Regions from separate parts of the Mus musculus genome. Here regions 2, 3, 4, 5, 6 and 7 are each linked to region 1. Evidence: chromatin contacts called from public Micro-C and promoter capture Hi-C data. All regions are on one chromosome and are shown on one strand. The core of a region is the stretch at or near the end of the contact, and the rest is flanking DNA. Distances in the headings are between cores, read along the strand shown. Region 1 holds the start of Acvr1b (activin A receptor, type 1B). Region 2 holds the start of Ddx23 (DEAD box helicase 23). Region 3 holds the start of Kmt2d (lysine (K)-specific methyltransferase 2D). Region 4 holds the start of 4930578M01Rik (RIKEN cDNA 4930578M01 gene). Region 5 holds the start of Dnajc22 (DnaJ heat shock protein family (Hsp40) member C22). Region 6 holds the start of Hnrnpa1 (heterogeneous nuclear ribonucleoprotein A1). Region 7 holds the start of Spats2 (spermatogenesis associated, serine-rich 2).

Region 1 (2,813 bases), core at 219-2,718:
TTTTCCTTGGGTTCTTTGTGTTGGAGACAATTATAAGGTAAGATGTCAGAACAGCGCCCCCCACCTTTGTTTGTTTGTTGGTTGGTTTGGGTTTTTTGTTTGTTTGTTTGTTTTTGAGACAGGTTTCTCTGAGTAGTCCTGGCTCTTCTGGGACTCACTCTGTAGACCACACTGTCCCAGAACTCAAGAGATCTGCCTGCCTCTCCTCCCTCCCTCCTTCTTGACGGTCTTCTCTATCCCTTGGTCTCACACATGAAACTATCTATGACTTTGAAAGGCTAAGATGTTGCCTGTTTTCTCCTAGTTGGTTATCAGAAGCAGAATACAGATCCCAAAGTCTCTTGTGAGCTCTTCAGAAAGATACGGGATCATTTGCCTTTTATAAGTATTTCCTACTAGGTTTGAAAGTAATGTTTATCTGGAAACTATTTAGAAGTTACTGGAATACTTAAAGGAGAAACAAAAAATTATTTCAGCCTGCCTCTGTGGCACACACACCTTTAGACCCAGCACTTGAGAAGCAGAAACAGGCAGTTCTCAGTGAGTTTGAGGCCAGCCTGGACAACATAATAAGACTCTGTCTCAAAAACAAACTGAAAACCTTAGTAGTAATATTGAGTAATATCGTTCCCTTTTCTCCTACGCATACATGCATACATATCATCCACAAAAATTTATTGTAAAGGTTGGTGTTTACATTTTCATTTAACATGGAGTAACATTTCCTCGCGCCATTAGTTTTTGTAAACCGATTTTTAATCACTAGTGCTCCTTCACATGAGTGAGCCACAGTTTATCTAAGCTTCTATGATTGCTTCTCTAGTTTCCAGCTTTTTCCAATGATAAATAAGCAAGGGAACATTTTGCGTAAATATTTAGCCTCATTATTTCCTGAAGACAGACAGGAGGAAATGCCGGGCAAATGCAATGCGTTTTGTGAAGCTGTCTGATAGGTGCTGTCACATTGTTTCCCAAAATGGTTCTACCTGGCCAGCACCCTCACCAAGGCTGTCAGCCGTGCCAGCCTAGCTACATTTCGAAAACACAGACGCTCGCTCGCACAGGTAGTTGTGTCCAGCTCGCTGCAGCGGGAGGGAGCCTCGAGGGGACGCCGGTCAGGAGACTCTGGCGACGAACCCAGCGGGACACAACGGGCCGGAGGGTCGGGGCTGGGGGAAGGAAGGAGGACGGGCGCCGGCGCGGCCACTCCGCGGAGGGAGGAGGGAGACTGTCGGTCGGCGGACCCGGCCTCCCCCGCTTTCGGCTCAGCTCCGCACGGGTGCGCGAGGTTGGCCGAGGCGAGAGCCTCCGCCCCTTTAACAGGGACCCTCCCCTTTAAGGCGGGCGCACGCGCGCACCCGGCCCCGCCCTTCGGGGGCGCGCGCGGCGGCGGCCGCACCGGCTCCCGGGAGCTCACGTGCCGGCGCGGAGCGAAGGAGCCGGGCGCGCGCGGGCGGGCGGGAGGAGGGAGGGAGGGAGGGAGAGAGGCGCCGGGGGCGCGCGCGCGCGCTGGGCGCTGCTGGGCTGCGGCGGCGGTTACTATGGCGGAGTCGGCCGGAGCCTCCTCCTTCTTCCCCCTTGTTGTCCTCCTGCTCGCCGGCAGCGGCGGGTCCGGGCCCCGGGGGATCCAGGGTGAGTCCGGGGCGGGGATGGGGGGGGGGGGCGCGGGATACAGACGGCCAGGCGAGGCCTCGCGCTCGCCGTGGGGCTCGGGCGCGCCCCCTCCCCAGCCGCGCAATATGGCCGGGCGGGGGGCGCGGAGGGCCGGGGTGGCGCTGGGTCAGCCTTGGGGACCCGCGCGCTCTTCCAGACGGAGCCCGACCGGGGCGCCCAGGGGGTCGCGCCTCCTGCACCCTCCGCTCCCACCCCAGGCTTCCTCGAGATGTGGAGGTCCCTGGCTCCTGCCCTTCAGCGCGTCCGTGCGAGGGGGGTTATTCCCTGCCAGCAGATGCTCCTGGGGGCGCCTTTTCTCCCGCCAAGATTGTGGGGTTCGACGATGGGGGGCTTGTTTCTCCGATGTGTTCTGTTGCCGAGAGCCTATGCGTACCCTAGGCTAGGAGGGTAGGGGTCTCTAAGCCTCCCTTCATCATGGGGTGCCCCTACCCTCTTTCCCCTGCCACCCTGATGGTCTAGGCACCGGAGTCACATTCCCCCTTCTTTCGCTCAGCTCCTTGGGTTCTGCAGGGCACCCCCCTCCCACCCACCTCGGATATCCATGCCTGTAGACGCTGTTTGGAGGAAATGGGGCGAGCAGGCCCCTAAACCTTTTTGGAGATTGGCCTCAGAGCCATTCCAACCCTGTGAAAACCTAGTTCCCCAGCTGTTAATCTGAATCTAGGTGTATGTGTGTTTGCATGCCTCCTCACCTCCCCCACCCCGCCCCAGGGGGCCCATTCAGTTAATCACTCCGAGGATGCTTTTCAGGTGAGATCCTGAAAACTGCTTCCAACCCCCCCACCCCCAATTATTTAAAGACCCCCACGGTTGGACCGTCTCCCTGGCCCTTGGTCAGTACTTTTGCCTTGACACACAGTCCCTCCTCCCGGCACCCACCCTCCACACACACCCCTTACCTTCCAGCCTTAAGGGCCTTGTGTGGCCAGGCCCACCCCCACCTTTCCCAGTACAGAGGTGGAGACGTTTCTGTGGGACACTACACCGGCTGTGTTGTTTATGAGGCTTGTGAGGCTGGGAAGAGCCGGTGAAACCCTAAAATATTTCATCTGGTAGTATTCTCAAATGTGCTTTGGCATTGGGGTTACAGAAGAAGGTTATATTTGGCAGTTGCATCGAAGTGATTATTGACCCACAGA
Region 2 (2,813 bases), core at 140-2,639, 2.5 Mb before region 1:
AGTTACTGGTGACTTTCACTACAGCTGTAGGGAAAAAAAGGAAAAGGAAAACAAAATAAAGACAGGGGGCTGGGGAGATGGCTCAGCGGTTAAGAGCACTGACTGCTGTTCCAGAGGTCCTGAGTTCAAATCCCAGCAACCACATGGTGGCTCACAATCATCTGTGATGGGATATGATGCTCTCTTCTGGTGTGTCTGAAGAGAGCTATAATGTACTCAATCCACTAAATAAGTAGATTTTAAATAAGAAAAAGAAAGAAAGAAAATAAAGAAGACACTAAGCTTGAATGGCGTTTGTCTGGGACAGAATGAGAACTGTCAATAGAAGCAAAATACACTGTTAGGGGCCCGTGCAAAGGCATGTGACTCTCAACGTCATCTCAACGAGAACATTTGGAGAACTTTAAGCAGAGTATAATACGACCAAAAATTACATTTGAAAAGAATTACTCTGGTGACTTACAAGGAAATATGTAGACTTGGTTTTTGTTTTTTTTTTTTAATTACAGAAAATGCTTAATAGTCTACAAGTGTAATCATAGCACTAGGAAGGTGAAGGCAGTACTGAGCGTCCAAAGACAAAATGGACTAGGCTGCATACTGAATTCAAGGCCAGCTTAAGCTCCAAAAGACCCGGGCTCCAAAAGACCCTGGCCGTGCTTCCCAGTTCTCTGTAGGGCAAAGGCCAATTGTTTTCATTTAATTGTTCATCAAGCGCTACTATATATGCAACATTCAGCTGTAGGCCCCGTGGAAACTACAAAATGAAATTCTGTCCACAGGAAGCAGCAGATGGCACAAGACACGCCAAGATAAGAACGTTCAGGCGAAGAATCCAAAGTTGCCGGTCCTTTCCATTCGTAAAGAGGATATGGAAGGGCCCACAGAGGAAGTGGCTCGTTTTAAAGTACGAGTAGAATTTGAAGATGTGCAACTGTGGGTTAGGGTTAGAACTAATCTCCGGCCGAAGCACTAGTTGGCAACCCCGAGCCGGAAGGCATGGGGTGGGTTCTGGGAGCACATTAGAGTTCCTGTCTGGCCGAAGTAAGGAAACAAGAATTAAGTCAGACTGACGTATAACAAGGGCGATGTCCACGGGCCAAAGTCTAGGCTCATAATACAGTCCTGGAAGTGGCCTGTGCCCTGGGCAGCCAACACTGCTCCCGGGGCCCGCGCCCCTTTCACTCTTGCCCGCCGGAGCTGCCCTGGCTCGTGCCCCTTCCCTGAGGCGTTCTTCCCCTTCCGGGCTGAGGCTACGGCTATCTTCCCGCTCCTCACCCACTCTCCAAACTCGTGGGAGCCGCCTCCACCGCCAAGACTCACCACCCCGCGCCTGAACCGCCTAACGCGGCCTCAACGTCGCCGAACAGTCGCCATCTTTCGCGTTTCCAGATCACGGAGGAGCACCCAGGCCGCGCGGCAAGCCGGGAAAGGGAGTTCCTGGGCCTGCACCACGCGAGCTGACGAATAGGCCCTGAAAACTACCAATCCCAGAATGCACGGCGCGAGGGCCGGCCAGGCCGTAAGGTCTTCTGGGTAATGTGGTTTGCCAAAGGTTCGGTGTTTGTAGGAGAAAGAATTTTCCAAGTGTTGTCTTTCTACTTACAAGGTTCTTCCGCAGCAGTCTTTCTGGAATCTTCTAGTAGGTATTGCAGTTGATTTCAGTCAAAGCTGGCAGCTTTCAGCGAGAAAGTTTATACGGTAACAAATAATTTGCTTTTTTTTTTTTTTTTAAAGATTTATTTATTCATTATATGTAAGTACACTGTAGCTGTCTTCAGACACACCAGGGAGTCAGATCTCATTACGGATGGTTGTGAGCCACCATGTGGTTGCTGGGATTTGAACTCTGGACCTTTGGAAGAGCAGTCGGGTGCTCTTACCCACTGAGCCATCTCGCCAGCCCCCCCCCTTTTTTTTTGAAAAGTGTTTTTTATAAAAATTGTGAGAGAGATTATTGCCTCCGTGGATGAATGGAAGATAATGAACTAAAGATTAGTTCACTGGAGTAGCTTAGTACTTCACAATGAAGGTAGTACAGTTTTCACAGTAGAACTACTCCAGTCACAGGAGTAACCTTGGGGCCCCGGCAGGATGAATGCCTGAACAACCCCAGGGTACCCACTGTCCCCCTACTCCCAATAAATAATAAACTAACATTTCAGAGGTTTCCCTGGAAGGACTTCCCCCTCAAGTATCTTACTATTTATTCAACATTCCTCATGGGACCTTGCTTCCTCGTTTCCCTGGTCTTCAGGAACTGCCCACTTGGGCTACTTGTTATTGTTGATGTCTTCCTTCAGGTTCTCCATACATCAGTCCACCGAATTTTTCTTCTAGTCGTAGACCCACTTCCTTTCTCTTGGGTTCAAACAGTACCGTCAGCACCCGCTGAAACAGAATACAACATTGTGCGAGGTAGGATGGTTGAGATTAACCAGGGTACCCACTGCCTCCTTTTACATTTTCCATCCTCGGGTTTGCTTTAATCCCACATAGTTGTTGGTCTTTCTACTTTAAATTTATTCTATTTTTATCTGCATTGGTGTTTTACCTACATGCATGTCTGTGTGAGGGTGTCAGATCCCCTGGAGCTGAAGTTATAGACAGTTGTGAACTGCCCTATGGATGCCGGGAATATGAACCTGGGTCCTCTGGAAGAAAAACCAGTGCTCTTATCCACGGAGTCATCTATCTCTCTAGCCCCAGGTCTGGTTTTTCACTCTGGGTATTTTTTCAGTTCTCAAACAGGGTCTCAGAATACACCCTAACTAAAAAACTCAGCTACGCTGACAGTGGCTCAATGTCCTATA
Region 3 (2,813 bases), core at 109-2,608, 2.3 Mb before region 1:
TTTGGAGGGGGTGGAATGAGGGCGCAAAATGCACTAGCCAAATCCCTGCTGGGCAACATGACAGGTGTGAGAGAGGCTGTCCCCAGCCCGGGGCCCAGAGGCTGAGGCGGGAGGCTCATGCTGCACCCTTCCTGCTGTAGATACACACCCCTTCTCCCCAGCACCTCCTACCAGGGCTGGAAACACTGGCTTCCAGCAGAAAAGAGCACAAATAAAGTCATTTCTCCATCAAAGAGGCACAAGCTAGCCTACTCTGCAGAGCCGGGGCAGCACCTGAGAACTATTTACCATTCCGTAGCCAGAAAAGCATTGTAGAGATCTGGCGGGGGCTTTCAGGATTGGCCAGGGACTCATGGGCAGCTAACTCTACACTAGGCCCAGAGAAAGCAAGAGACAAAAGCCATTTTTTTGCAGCCCACATTCGTAGAGAACAGATCTCAACGGCCTCCTCTATAATCCCCCGGAGATTATGTCCATCCCAAGAGGAGGGGAAACGAAGCAGGCTAAGACACCACTAGGCCTTGCTGGGGTCACTTTGCCAGGCAGAGTAGTTAAGTTGAACAGCAGGGGCAGAGCTGCCCCAGCCCCACCTCCTTCATGCCCCAGCTCCCCTCTTCATCGCACCAGTTTCCACCCACCCTCCCCCCCCCCCCCCACCTCCCGGGTGAAGGACTCAGGGCTCCTTGAGTTTCCCACGGATTGTTTTGGGTGCCCAGGTAGGTAGGAACAACATTAAAGTCCAATCTGGCAGTATGTGGGACCTGGCAGTGGCATCCCCCCACCAAGTTGCTCTGTCCCAAGGAACCCTGGGGGTGGGGGTGGGGGACAACAGCCTGGGATTGGTGTTGGCATCAGGGCCTGGGTCCTAGTTTGGTCGAACTCCCTCAACACAAAAATAAACAGGCAGAGAGGCTATCTGGACATGTTCCCAAACTCCTGTAGTTCCCTGAACCCCCAATCTTTAAAGAGGCACACCCCAAGAAACCAGGCCTCGGTTCTGCCGTGGCAACTGGCTCAGATTCCCTTGACAGACCCTGCCAAAGGAACCCTCCCCAGCTCTGGCACCCCTTTCTCCAACCTAAAGGCCAGCCACCGGCCAAGATAGTCCATCTGGCTGTGCCCCTAGTCCAACCCTTTCTGGGCCCAGGCCGGGCGGACTTCACTCACCTCTTCACAGGGCGATCCAGAAATCCTCATCCGAGAACATGGCCAGAGCCCGGGCCGCTCCCCGACCTCCAACCGCCAGAGCGAGCACAGCCGCCCCCCACTCGGGGGGGCTTAGGGAGACCAAGAACGGTAAATCCAGGTCGGAGTGGTCACCCTTCCCCCGGGGGTTTAAAAAAAAAAAAAAAAAAAAAAGCAAAAATCCAACAGGGGTTCTCTGCCTCAGGTTCCAGCAGTTTAGGTTTCCATGAACAGCCCCAGGGCGGCGAATCCCGAGCGGACACAAAGAGAGCACCGGTGGCTTTGATCTTGGGCGAGCAGGCTCCGCATCCGCGTCGCGGGGCGGCCTCTCAGTCCTAGGGCCCGGCCAGCGCCCCGGCCGCCCGCGCCGGGCTCGGGCGGAACGTCGAGGCTCTCCAGATGGAACGTCGAGGCGCCTCCCCAGCAGCCCGGAAGGAATGCCGCGCCGCGCCGCGCCGCGCGCCGGGCCCGGATGGAACGTGAGCCCCTCGCAGCCGCGCCGAGCCCCTCTCCCCGCCGGGCCGGCGCCCCGGGGCCGCGCGAGCTACGGCGACGCGGAGCCGGCGGGGCCGAACCTGACACACACCCAGCGCCGGGCTCCGCGACCCCGAGCGTCCCCCCTCGGCGGCTTCGAGCCCCCCACCTTCTGCTCCCCCCGGGGAAGGGAGGAGGGTTGGTGGGCGAGGAAGAGGAAGGGGCGGGCGGTGCGAGCCCTCTGCCCGCTCCCCTCCGGCCGCTCCAGGCCCAGCGCTCGCCTCCCTTCCCCTCTGGCCTCGGGAGCTGCCCCGCCCCCGGCCTGGCCGCCTGTGGTCAGCGGCACCCCCTAGACCCCCGGCAGGCACTGATCGCGGGGGGTCTAGAGGTGCATGGTCCAACCCCGGCTCCCGGCGCCGGGGGGTCAGGAAACTGAGCGGAAAGTGGGGAACGAGGCAGCCATTTGCAACCGGAGAGGAAAGTAGTGCAGCGCGGCGCCGCTCCGCCTCCCCCCTCCGCCTCCTGCTCGGCCGGTAGGGTGGTTCCTGCGAAGAGGCTCTTTCCTCGCCTTGGAGCTGGGCAGCGATCGTAGAGACTCGTGGAGCGTCCGGCGCGAGATCCAGGGGGCCCTTTTGCCTGGGGAACCCCACTCGAGAAGGGGAGAAAGGAGAAGAGGAGGCCCTATTTTGTGTTGGAGCGGGGCGGCGGAGGGGTACAGCCCTCTTGGAGGAAAGGCTGTGACTCTGCAGTTCTACGCACACGCTCCGGGATCCCTCCGCTGCAGATTAACCCCGACTGCGCCAGGCTGGCCGCCGGGCAGACACGTGGGAATAAAGCCCCCCTCTTCTTCGCCACGGCCCAGGAGCTGCCTCCTTTACCTTCTGGGTGGTAAAGCTAGGATTCTGGCCACTTTTTAATTCTGTTCCCTAAAGTCACTGACCCTTGGAACTCCTTTCTTTGGCTGGGGGACAATCTTTGCCAAGGGGGGGTGGGGGGTGAAAAGAGAGCCTGGAGATTGGCCGCAGCTCTGCATCCTGGGAACTGGAGTCCGCAAATGGAGAAAGTGAGGCACCGTGCCTGGCGCTGCAAAGGGTGGGTTCTTGCCACGTTTGGGGGCCGGAAGAAAGCTGGACGACTCTCAGGTCTTCTAACTC
Region 4 (2,813 bases), core at 86-2,585, 2.2 Mb before region 1:
TTAGTAATGAACAACAAAAGTTCTCAGAGAGGGACATTTAATTATCTTAAAGATAAAGTTAGAGATCAGGTGAAGTGGGAGGGCTGGGGCCCACATGTCCCTGTGGCCTGAGTTATTGTCCATTTATTCTCTCATTTAATCCTCACACCACTCTCTGGAGCCTGTCTCTTTCTAGCCTCTCCTCTTGGTAGATAAGGAAATTAGTCCAACAACACAAAGAAACACAGCCGATACCTCCCCTCCCCCGCCCAGGCTGGTCCAGTTCCGAGAGCCACAATGTGAGAACCTTTTTGGTAGAAGTAAGAAATATTAAATATTGAAAACCATCGAATTCACGATGAGAGGTTAAGCCGACATCTGTCTGTCTCTATGGACACAGACCAGTGGCTTTAGCCTAGTGTGTTCCTGCCACAACCTTTACAGCAAGGGGGTAATCTTTTATTTTCTTTTTCTTTTTTTTAAATGTTTATTAGATTTATTTATTCTGATCTTTTATTTTCTGACAACGTCTCTGCCCCCGCCCAGTTCTTCTTTCTCTTACATACCCATTATGTTAATAAACTATCTTATAAAATGTCACTACTCTGTCACTTTAAGCCAGGCCCCGGTCCAGAGAGCCAATGTTACCAACATTTCTCCTTCGGTCTTCACGGATGTATGTGTATAAGTGTGTCATTTGTTTTGTGTGACTTTTAGAAACAGGAACCGCGCCATGCTGTATTTTCTGTTTGACTTGTCTGTCCTTTTCCTCTCTGTGCCCTGTGGAGCTCCTTTTAAACGTTTCTGCCTCTTCCTCCCAGCTGATGCGGCTAGCATCAGAACCTTTCCCTTGTTTTCACTCAGCTCTTGAAATGACTTCATGGCACAAGCCAACATCTAACTGGGTTTGTATTCACGGGGCGGGTTGAAACAGGCACACGCGTTATGGCTGACTGGAGTGTTACTAACAACACAGAGGAACTAGAGAAGCAGGCGGCCCATAGCAGCACGGTAAGCGCAGAGACCCAGCGCAGGCGCGCTGTGTTCTCACCGTTTATCGTTAGCCCCCTGCCTCCGGGTGGTTAACCCCCACTCTCCAGTCCTTTATTCCTTACACCTGAGGTATTAGTGGCCGACTCACAAAGGCGATGTTGTAAACACGAAGTGAGGTAGCCCAGGGAACGAATCGCAAACCTGGTGTACTGAGCGCTTTCACTTCTGGGATGGTCTTTCAGAGGAAGCACGTCACTGTGGCTCGAGGGAGGGTGGTTAAGGAATGGAGCTATGGGTGTGGTTGGTAGCCTGGAAAGTCCCGGAGGATGGACACGGGGATGCACAGCTGTGACCCAAACCCTTGGGAGACTGAAGAAGCCAGTCTGTCCCACACCGGGAGACTCTGTCCAAAACAAAACAGAAACAACAGTAACAAAACTGGAGAATGCCAGCCGGGAAGACTGTTGATTAGCGGTGTTTCTTGTGTGAGTGAGCTTTGTCACATATAAAATAGGGTGATAGCCAGGGCTATACAGAAAAACCAAAAAAAAAAAAAAAAAGGGTGATAGTGACATCTGGTCTTTTCCAAGTGCAGCCCCCTTTAACCCTCACAGCCGCACCTGTGACGCGGCCTGAGTTTCTTTCTTTCTTTTTTTAATTTATATATTTTATTTATATGAGTACACTGTAGCTGTCTTCAGAAACACCAGGTCCCTTTACAGATGGTTGTGAGCCACCATGTGGTTGCTGGGATTTGAAATCAGGTCCTCTGGAAGAGCAGTCAGTGCTCTCAACCGCTGAGCCATCTCTCCAGCCCCGCAGCCTGAGTTTCTAAATGAGATAATCTATGACTGGAAAGCACTTAGGGTATTTTTGGAGTAAATGATGTTGCGTTATTGTACTGTGCCGATGGTGTGGCCTAAACTTGGCATGAGCTCACATTCGCTGTCTCTTTAATGCTTTTCTTAGTTGCTTTATTTCTTTTGAGACCTTCAAGGATGGGGGTGGGGGTGGGGGTGGGAGCTGTCTTTGAACTCCTGAACCTCCTGCTTCTGCCTCCTGAGTGCTGGGATTACCATCGTGTGCCAGAGCATCTAGCTAATACTCATGAACTCCATGGATATCTGCTGCATGTCTAAAGCCTCGACGTATGTGTGGAAAATATGAAGTGCAAAACAGATCTTGTCCCCAAAAGCGCTTATGATTTTTAAATCGAGGTTCTTTAAAATATGAGGTAACATATTTTGGGAACTTCGAACCCCGAGATTAAAAGCTTTGCTAATGCCCACTGTAGGGGTAGCTGCCATCAACCAACACAAGGCAGAATTATGAATATTCACAATTTGTGAATATTAATATTTTTTTCAAATATTATGAAAAATTTTATCAACTTTTTTTTTTAAACTTACAAACGTAAAGATAAGCCGGTGACATCTGCTTATTTGTTCTAGCTGAGCCTCGAATGTGAAAGGGAGCCTTTGAAGGGTCTCCAGGAGGGCTAACCAGGCTGGTCTCAGGGCTGTCTGAGGGCTGGGGCAGCTGCGGGCAGCCAGTCTCCTGCTGTGTAGCTCTCACAGAAGCACACAAATATTCCATTGTTCTAAACACAATACAAGCGGATACTTAGCGGGCAGATGAAATTTAGTAGGAACCAAAACACACACGAGCAATGAGCAGTACTAGACATGAAACAAGCCTGATTTGGGGGCAGTTTCCAACAAATAAGCCTGTGTTGTTTCTAAAATGTCCGCCTATCCCTCCTGGCTCAGAGAGCTTTCTCTAACCCACAGAACCTGATTTTAGGGTGTGTGTGTGTGAACTCATCCCAACCAGTCCCAAAC
Region 5 (2,813 bases), core at 130-2,629, 2.1 Mb before region 1:
TCCCCAGTCCGTCCTTTCTAGGCTGGGCCCGAAGCCTTCATCCCTTTCGCGTTTTTGGACACTTCTGGGCCCCTCCTGCGAGCAGGAGACCTGGCTCCCCGGGGTCCCCTCCCCCTCCAGGCGGTTCGCACTGGGCTCCCGGCTCCCGAGCGAGTTTGTTTGTCCAGCGGCGGCGGCTGCTTCTGCCCGCGCTGTTTGCCAAGCTTAGCGCGCCGCCGCGCAGAGCGGGCCCAATTAAGTCTCATTCATTATTCAGCGCCCCCGTCCGCCCCCCGTCCCCAGCCGTGGCTGGGTTGTCGTTTTGTCGCCCCTCCTCAGCCCTAAAGGGGCCATATCTAGTCCCCAGCTAGAACTAGACGTTGGAGGGAGCTAAAACATTCTGCCCACTGTTGACAAGTGACCCTAAGTGAAGCCCACCGGCTCCATCCCTACCTCTAATCAAGCCTGGGGAATTTCGTAGATCCAAGCTTCTTTTAAAAGAAACTGAAGCTCAGGAAAGGGTGTGACTTGGCCAAGGTCACGGAGCTGCTCGGGGATTGTAGCCCGGGATGTTGAAGGCATCTTGTAAGCCAGCTCCATTCCAGCGTCCAAGCGAGAAGGCAGGCTCCTCTCCCCCGAGTCTCCCTGGGTTTGCCCTTACTCTTCTGATGGCTCGCCCCCACCCTGTATCCCTTGCTGGTGTGGGTTCCCCCCCCCCCCTTTGCTTCAGGCTACAAGGGTCTGAACAGCTTCTGGCTCTATGGATTCTGGGCTATGCAGGCTCAGACTCCCAGGTCTGGCTGTGGAGTCCCCTAACTGGAAGGCCTGGAAGCAAGGTAGTGAGGCAGAATTGCGGGTCTTGAGGGGCTCTCTCCTTCACCTCTGAGTGGATGTCTCTCCTTTAAGAAATTAGACGTGATCCTATAATGGCCGTCTTGGAGTACAGAGAGAAGCGAGACAGGGATCACCTCCCATTTGTGGCGGAGAGGAGAGGAAGTCGAGATTTTTAATTTTATTGATAGAGTCGCCCTTTTTCTCCCGCCAGGTAGCTGCACGGTTCGGACAGCTTTGACCAGGAATGTCCCAACCTTGCAAAAAGGAGATCTGGGACTTTTGGGGACCCTCCCTTCCGTAAACGGCAGCGCCATCTGGCGGTGTTAATGAAGTGCTGCAAGAGGTGCGCACTGCCGGGAGTGGGGCGCGGTTCCAGGCCCTACAGTGTAAAACTGGGTGAGTCTGGGGAAAGCTTCCCGTAGAGAGGGCGATCAGAGCCCAGGAACACAGGACCGGAAGGTGGCTACGAAGGGGCTGACCAGGGCTTTCGGGGCGGGGCCTGCAGGAGGTGGCCTGACTTCAAACACAGTCACCCAGCACTGAGGGACAAAGTCCACTTGTGTGGAGGTGAGAGCAGTTACAGAGGGGCCATTTTGAATCTGTGTTCAAAGGCAATGGCTGTTCTGAAGCAGCCTGGAAGCCTGGGCTGCCAGGTACTGCGGCCCTGCTGGGACTGCCTGAGGGTGAGTTTGCTTGAAGTAGGTAAGACGATTGGCAGGCAGATTTGATATTCTGAGGATTTTTGCGGCCGCTTTGTAGAGTGCCTTCGATCTGGTTGATAGGGATAGGATGGCTGGGCTGTGGGGTGCTAAGGTCTGGGTCAAAATGTTCTCCAGAACGTTTAAGTGGAAGGAGTTCAGGGTCCCTTTCAAATTTGGCTTGTGGGAGAACGGCATAGTCTGGGGAGATGGGAAAGCTGGAAAGGGCTTTGGCCGAGTTACAGAATGCACCCGCTTACACACACACACACACACACACACACACACACACACACACACACACACACACACACACGATGTTAAAGGAGTGAGTTTGGCTAAGACACTGGCTTTCAAAGGGGTTTGAAACAGTGAAAAAGTATTCTCTTCAGCCCTTTCCTGTGAGCCATTACTATTCCAGAGTCTAAGGGGAGGATAGAAATTTAAGCTTCTTTTTTCCCCCTTCTTATTCTTTCTCAATTTTACTTTATGTACACGGGTGTTTTGCTTGAACCTTTGTGTGTGCACTGCATGCACTCCTGATATCCTTGGAGACCAGAAGAGGGCATCTATGAGCTGCCATGTGGGTGCTGGGAATTTAAACCCCAAGTGACCCCTGGGTCACCCGTTAGTCCCAAGCTTTTGAGTTGTTGTTGTTGTTGTTCAGGCACCTAGTTCTCAGTGTCCCAACTTAAAGTCACTTAAAACATTCTCTTCCTGGGGGTGGAGAGATGGCTCAGCCGGTTAAGAGCACTGACTCTACCTGGTGGTTCACAACCATCTGTAATGGGATCTGATGCCCTCTTCTGGTGTGTCTGAGCACAGCTACAGTGTACGTATGCATAATAATGAATAAATCTTAAAAACAAAAACATTCTCTTCCTTGGACATGGTGGCACATGCCTATAACCTCAGCACTTGAGGAGGTAGGGGCAGGAAGACCAAGATGTCCTCAGCTATGGCCGCATAAGACCAGTTTGGAACGTGCAATAAGACTGTGCCTCAAATATCAATAAATTAATAATAAATAAATGAAAATATTTTAATTGAAGCATTTCCTCCCTTAAATATGGAGTCACTGTGATTGTAAATAACAGGACTGGGGTGCTAACGGAAGATAGGAGACATCTAGTACCTGAGAGACCCCGAGGTAGGGCTAGCTTGATTTTTATTACTGCTGAGCCTTTCTCCTTGCTTCACCTCTCAGGCCTAAGGATGACCCTCCAGACTGCAGTGATTCTCACAGAGGACCTTGAGATTTCTGCAATTTGATCAATGTCAAACGCCACTGGATTTTCTCTG
Region 6 (2,813 bases), core at 155-2,654, 2.1 Mb after region 1:
GATGCTTTTCATTGCAAGTACTTTACCTAAGTCATCTCATTCAAAATTTCAATATTCTTCTCTTAAAAGTTTTCAAAGACTAAAGGCACGTTCTCCAAAGTCTCAAGTGAAGGGAGGAACGTACCAAAAACTACAAGAAAAATGATTAACTCAAGGGCCACAAGAAAACATATGTTTTCCCTAAGGTAATATACAGAATGAATGCCTTAGTTATAGGAGTCATTTTAAGTTAAAATACTCGCCCCCACAAATGCAAGAGTAAGCTTTATTGGGGGGGGGAGGGGGGAATCCTGTCTTTCTAGTGACTCCTGGCTTGCTCTAAGAATTTAACCAGCCAACTCCCGCGCTCCCCACAGGAGTCCAGCCTCTGCCTCTTGGGGAAGGCCGGCCAATCGCGCGCTTGGGGCTCATTGGCTCGGAGAGACGCAACTCAGGCGAGAAAAACCCGCCTCCCACATTCCGATGGCCCAAGGACCGATCGGTAGGCAGCTATAGGAAAACCCAATTGGCCTATAGGCTCGCCAGTCAAATGCTTCGGCAAGGCAGCTTCACAGAACCTGCAAGGATAAAACATCCCGCCCCAGTTGTCCTATTGGCTGGCCCGACCCGTCGCGGCCCCTTCACTGTCGTCGTCCACCCCCCCCCCCACCAGTTCAGCGGTCCATTCATTTCGTACAATAACCGGTGCAATGGGAGCGGGTTCAAGATCTCGTACGGGTAGACGAGACTCTGCCACTTACCCAAGATCTAAAGTGATCACTCACGCTAAGGCCTGCACGGTTCCTCTGTGGTAAAGCGGCACCACAAGCCACCGCTACCGCCGCCTTCTGCGCAATGCCAACCGCCCGCCAAAACGGATCCTTCCCTGCGCCTGCGCAACCAATCCTGGGCTTGGACCTTTTCTCCGCCCAAAACGCCTGCGCAAAACTGGACGCTGGTCCCGCCACTACGCAGGCGCCTAGGTTCACAACCCTCTCCCGCCCGCCATTTCACGTGTTCCAGGCAGCAGGCGGAACATCGTAGTGCGCCGGCGTGAACTCGCCATTTTTATTACACATGCGCCTTATAGGGAGTGGCTGGGAAAAGTCGCGGTGAGCTACTTTGTAGCGTGCGGTCCTTTGACGAGTGAGTTTGTAATGTTCGGGTGTGGGAAAGTTATGAAAGGCATTTAAAAGACGTGAATACATTCAAATATAAGTGACTGGCTAGTTAGCCAATCAATGCGATTAAGGATAAGATCCCTTGGGGCATCAGTGACTCAAAGGGGCGGAGTCTGAATAGAACGCCCAAACGGATGCCGTTTCTTAGCAGGGCGTCTTCACGGGCCAATGGTGGGAGGGAATAATTTCAAATCTCCAATAAGACTCAAGTAAGGGCGGAGTCTACCAATACCGAGAGCGAGGAGGCGGGATAAAAGGGCGAGCAGAAGGTAGGCTGGCGGGCACGTTCGTTATCGTATTCCTTTCTGCTCTTTGACGCTGCCGAGGAAGCATCGCTGAAGGCTCTCGTAACTCTACCGTCATGTCTAAGTCCGAGGTAAGTTGGATGCGCTTTGCAGCTTCTCTTTCTTCCACACTTACTGAATATAGCGGGATGTGACGTGTTTTGCTGCTCGCACCCGTGGTTTCGGTGTTTTATCGATTAGTGCTGAGGCCTACTTTAAAAAAATGCAGGTCGCCATTTTGTCCTCATAGTCACCATGAGGCTGCGATCCGACCGCCATTAACGTCCATGCACTGTTCCTTGTGGCAAACTTCACAGACTAATGATCTGGGGAGTGTGGCCTTTTCTTCCCCTCCCCCATTCTGGTCTAACAATCGCTTGTTAAAGAGATATTAAGTCTTAATGGGGATGGACCCGACTAACCTGTGCCCTTTGTTGCGCGTGCGTATGAAGTAAAAGTAAGGACGCATGCGCTGCGTGCAACTCGAGTGAATCCCCAGCAGCACCTCCTAGCCTAGGAAGGAGCACGTGGTCTCGTGCAGTAATAAAGAACAATAAAAAAGTGTAGCATGTGTTGTTGCGGGGTGTTGATTCATTTTCCCAGGTTCCAGCCCCTCCGCTAAACACTCCCTCCTCCACTTTAGTCTCCCAAGGAGCCAGAACAGCTGCGGAAGCTCTTCATCGGAGGGCTGAGCTTCGAAACAACCGACGAGAGTCTGAGGAGCCATTTTGAGCAATGGGGAACACTAACAGACTGTGTGGTAAGATTAAAAGAAACAAAAGGAAGAGCTGGCTTATTTCTTCCGATTTAATCTGCTGCTTCTTAGCTAAATTGTTTTGTGAAGTTAACTAATGGGATGGTAAAAAAAAATCTGGGGCTTTCTTCAGATCTGTAAGAAGCTTACATTTCCACCCCCCCACTCTGAAGTTTCATGTTTGCCTTGATCAGACTAGGAATGGCTTTTGATTCTGAGATCAGGCAGTGTATTGATTGAATTAACTCTAAACAGGTAATGAGAGATCCAAACACCAAGAGATCCAGGGGCTTTGGGTTTGTCACATATGCCACTGTGGAAGAAGTGGATGCTGCCATGAATGCAAGACCACACAAGGTGGATGGAAGAGTTGTGGAACCTAAGAGAGCTGTCTCAAGAGAAGTGAGTGGTTTTTCTCTTTAACCTGAGACTATGATTGGGGCAGTCCTCAATTGGGAGATCCCCCCCAAGTGGTATTAAAGGCGAGGGCCTGGAGGTGGTGGCACACGCCTTTAATCCCAGCACTCCGGAGGCAGAGGCAGGTATATTTCTGAGTTCGAGGCTAGCCTGGTCTACAGAGTGAGTTCCAGGACAGCCAGGGATATATAGAGAAAC
Region 7 (2,813 bases), core at 123-2,622, 2.0 Mb before region 1:
GTGCTCTGCCTGTAGCACACATCTATAAGCACGCACTTGAGGTGGTTCTGACTATTCAAAGCCCCTTTGCTTGGCTTCAAAGGAAGTGAGAAGTAGATGGTGATGAATATTTTCAGTGATGATTTAGTCGAAAACTCAGCCTCTACCAGGCGTATCCAACCTTTTGATATTGTGACATGATTGTCTTCCACAAAGTTCACTATTTAGATTTTAAAAATAACCGCCAAAACAGGTCTCATATTTAAGTTCCTTGGCTTGAATGTGGTTGGACATGCCCTTCCTAACCTCTCTCTCCTGATCAGAACCGGTAAGACACTAACTCAAAAGATACATCAATACTAGCGATGATCTGGCTCTGGAGAGGCTGGAGATTTCGAGCCCTGATTACGAAGTTAGGTATTTAACAGAAAGATTCGACAACAGCCCTTCCTAATCACAGCCACGTAGAGGGATGCAGGAAGTGTGAGGTCGTTCGCTCGCACATCCTCTCTCCAGAACCTCTCCCATCAGGCTGGGTGGCCAGGTGGCTCTGAAATAACCTTTAGGAGCAGAAGGTAGGTCCGGAGGCGGGCAAAGTTAAAGGGAGTGAGCGGCTGAATTGTTCCCTGCTAGAGAGGGCGGACGTGCCTGCAGACCTGGAGCGAAAGGCTCTAGGATCCCATTGGGAATCTTCGGCCACCTCCGGTGAGTTTCGGCTCTTTCCGTCAGTTCCCGCTCGGCTCGTCACTTAGGGGCACGCTGGCGCCCACTCCTAGCCCGGCCGCTTTAGGTCGCCTTTCCCGCACGCGGACGCGAGTACGCGCCCTGCTCGTCTCGCCGCCGTTCCTTCCCGTTTGGCCCCTGACCCGCTCCTTCAACCCCTCAGTGAATTAATTCCCCGTCTCCCGCAACTCAGGCGCGCGAACCCCGCGCGAAGGGAGAGCGCCTGAGAGGAGCGGTAACCCGGCCGCGCGCCCCGGTCCCCTCGGCTCCGGTCTCCCGCGTGCGGCGCATCGGGGTCGCGCCGGCGCGAGCGCGCGCCCTGCGCTCCGGCTGGCGGGGGGCGCATGCACGAGTACGAGCGCGCGCGCACGCGCGGGCTCCGAGGCGGGGCGAGAGGGGCGAGCGGCGGCGCGAGTGCGGGCGGACGAGGGTCGCTGTGGATCCGCGGGCACTCCGGCCCCAGCCGCGCCTGCGAGGCTCTGCCGGCCGCCCGGCGGACGAGGGACGCGGGGAAGGCGGCGGTGGGGGCGGGGCGGCTCGGCGTCGGGCCTCGGGCGAGCTGGGGGAGGAGCGCGGCAGCGACGGCGGCGGCTCCCGAGGACGAGGGCGAGGAGGAGGCGGAGGCTCTTCTTTCCTCATCCCAGACCCGGGAGCGTCCGGAACGCAGAGCCCGGAACTGGGGGGACGCGGCGGCTGCAGGGAGCCCGGGCTAGGTAAGGCTGGGGGTGTTGGGTGAAGTGGGTGGCGGGGGCGAGAGGGGCCGGAGGTGGAGGGAGGGCTCGAGGAAGGGGAAAGAGGGAAGGGGCAGTTGTTGGGGGTTGGGGTACCGAGAGGAGGGGGACCGGGAGCCCTTTGGTTCCCGCAGTGTGGAGAGGGCCGCGGGTTTCTGGGGTTAAAGGGGCGAGCGAAGCACACGGGTCCGAGTTGGGGAGTTTCCAGAGGATAGGCCGGAGAAACAATGGAGTGAGGGGGACTCTGGCGAGAGCGTGTGTGCGGTCCTAGATTTCAGAAACTACGTGCGGGATCGGAAAGAATGAAATAATGGGTCGATTGAAATGTGAAGTACGGCGAGATGGGCATGTGTAAAGTCTTCTGCATTGTGTCAGGACGCAAGTGCCATCATGGGACTTAAAGGGTAGAAGGACAATTTCGGAATTTGAGAGGAAACCGGACTAGAAAAGGCAAAGAGAGGCAAAGAAATACGAGTTTGGTTTTGAATTAAACCAGAGCCTAGGATAGAGGTGCACTAGAGGGTCTTCGTCTCCTAATTCATCCAAGATGATTCTATTTTTTTTTTTTTTTAGGGAGTGGGTTAGTCTTGGCCCCTTGCTAAGGCATGCAAGCCCTTCTCCCAGTAATTTTATTATTATTATTTATAGTTCATTTTGTTGTAAGGCAAAACTGTAATATTTATTCTCGATCAGCTCAGCAGACTACTGTATATAATTTCTCCGTATTTATTGAAGCAAGAGAGAACACACTGCCGGCAGTACTCTACCATGAGCGAGGTCAGCGATACTGCGGAGTTGAAGATGTTTGGTTTGAAAAGTAATGAATAACTGTGATTTTTTTTTTCTTTTTAAATTTAAGTTGTCTGTCCTTTGTTGGAATTTTTGTTTCCCATTGAGAAATGTTCCGGCTTGAAAAAAAAATGTTCATAAACCTTCTAATTCTGGTTTTGTGCTTGGGGGAAGAGAGTTTCGGTTTTTTGTTTTTAGAAATTGTTCAGGGATGCTGATTCCTAGTGGTCAAACTGCCTCCACATTCTCGTATTTTTGAGTTAAGGTGGTTTGGGAGTCCTGTGAATAAGTATTTCAGGGTTATGGACTTTGCATTCCACCCCCCCCCCCAGACTCCCCCCTTGGGGGTGGTCTTAGTCTTTATCAGTAACCTAGGCTGGCTTGTGACCTATTGTGTAACCCCAGTTAGCCTTTGAAGTAAAGTTCTTTTGCCTCAGACTCCCAGCTGCTGGGATTACAGCTGTGAGGCTGGGCCTGTATCTTCTTTATACTTTAATTTCCAGGCCAAATTTGATACAGCACTGACTGGAAGATCACTGATTCTGAAGCTATTATTATCATTATGCATTCATAGATGTGTGCGTTAAGCTT

The links. Promoter capture Hi-C pulls out the DNA fragments that hold promoters and counts their contacts. Hi-C and Micro-C count contacts between places; a contact is called where the count stands out from the background.
Region 2: a promoter capture Hi-C map of pre-B cells shows a contact between it and region 1, with 2.4 times the contacts expected there. The contact joins the promoter of Ddx23 here to the promoter of Acvr1b in region 1. A contact is called at or near these places in 2 of 39 promoter capture datasets (liver and pre-B cells).
Region 3: a contact with region 1 is called in a promoter capture Hi-C map of pre-B cells, with 4 times the contacts expected there. The contact joins the promoter of Kmt2d here to the promoter of Acvr1b in region 1. A contact is called at or near these places in 2 of 39 promoter capture datasets (liver and pre-B cells).
Region 4: a promoter capture Hi-C map of pre-B cells shows a contact between it and region 1, with 4 times the contacts expected there. The contact joins the promoter of 4930578M01Rik here to the promoter of Acvr1b in region 1. A contact is called at or near these places in 2 of 39 promoter capture datasets (liver and pre-B cells).
Region 5: a promoter capture Hi-C map of liver shows a contact between it and region 1, with 3 times the contacts expected there. The contact joins the promoter of Dnajc22 here to the promoter of Acvr1b in region 1. A contact is called at or near these places in 2 of 39 promoter capture datasets (hippocampal neurons and liver).
Region 6: a contact with region 1 is called in a promoter capture Hi-C map of pre-B cells, with 2.4 times the contacts expected there. The contact joins the promoter of Hnrnpa1 here to the promoter of Acvr1b in region 1. A contact is called at or near these places in 1 of 39 promoter capture datasets (pre-B cells) and 1 of 9 other capture datasets (liver).
Region 7: a contact with region 1 is called in a Micro-C map of embryonic stem cells, with 5 times the contacts expected there. The contact joins the promoter of Spats2 here to the promoter of Acvr1b in region 1. A contact is called at or near these places in 1 of 39 promoter capture datasets (liver), 1 of 484 Hi-C or Micro-C datasets (embryonic stem cells) and 1 of 115 datasets of contacts at active chromatin or transcription factors (embryonic stem cells).

The regions. Positions count from the first base shown.
Region 1 is chr15:101,172,604-101,175,416 of GRCm38.p6, forward strand. Acvr1b (activin A receptor, type 1B) reads left to right here and starts at 1,469. Exons shown (of 9, transcript NM_007395.4): 1 at 1,469-1,632. The coding sequence starts at 1,542.
Region 2 is chr15:98,661,500-98,664,312 of GRCm38.p6, forward strand. It overlaps Ddx23 (DEAD box helicase 23), which reads right to left and starts at 1,390. Exons shown (of 17, transcript NM_001080981.1): 1 at 1,324-1,390.
Region 3 is chr15:98,869,847-98,872,659 of GRCm38.p6, forward strand. It overlaps Kmt2d (lysine (K)-specific methyltransferase 2D), which reads right to left and starts at 1,359. Exons shown (of 55, transcript NM_001033276.3): 1 at 1,168-1,359.
Region 4 is chr15:98,984,630-98,987,442 of GRCm38.p6, forward strand. 4930578M01Rik (RIKEN cDNA 4930578M01 gene) reads left to right here and starts at 1,336. Exons shown (of 4, transcript NR_045991.1): 1 at 1,336-1,457.
Region 5 is chr15:99,098,105-99,100,917 of GRCm38.p6, forward strand. It overlaps Dnajc22 (DnaJ heat shock protein family (Hsp40) member C22), which reads left to right and starts at 1,380. Exons shown (of 3, transcript NM_176835.2): 1 at 1,380-1,496; 2 at 2,719-2,813.
Region 6 is chr15:103,238,993-103,241,805 of GRCm38.p6, forward strand. Hnrnpa1 (heterogeneous nuclear ribonucleoprotein A1) reads left to right here and starts at 1,405. Exons shown (of 11, transcript NM_001039129.4): 1 at 1,405-1,536; 2 at 2,088-2,204; 3 at 2,454-2,600. The coding sequence starts at 1,522. It overlaps Cbx5 (chromobox 5), which reads right to left and starts at 860. Exons shown (of 5, transcript NM_001076789.2): 1 at 741-860.
Region 7 is chr15:99,125,473-99,128,285 of GRCm38.p6, forward strand. Spats2 (spermatogenesis associated, serine-rich 2) reads left to right here and starts at 1,373. Exons shown (of 13, transcript NM_139140.1): 1 at 1,373-1,415.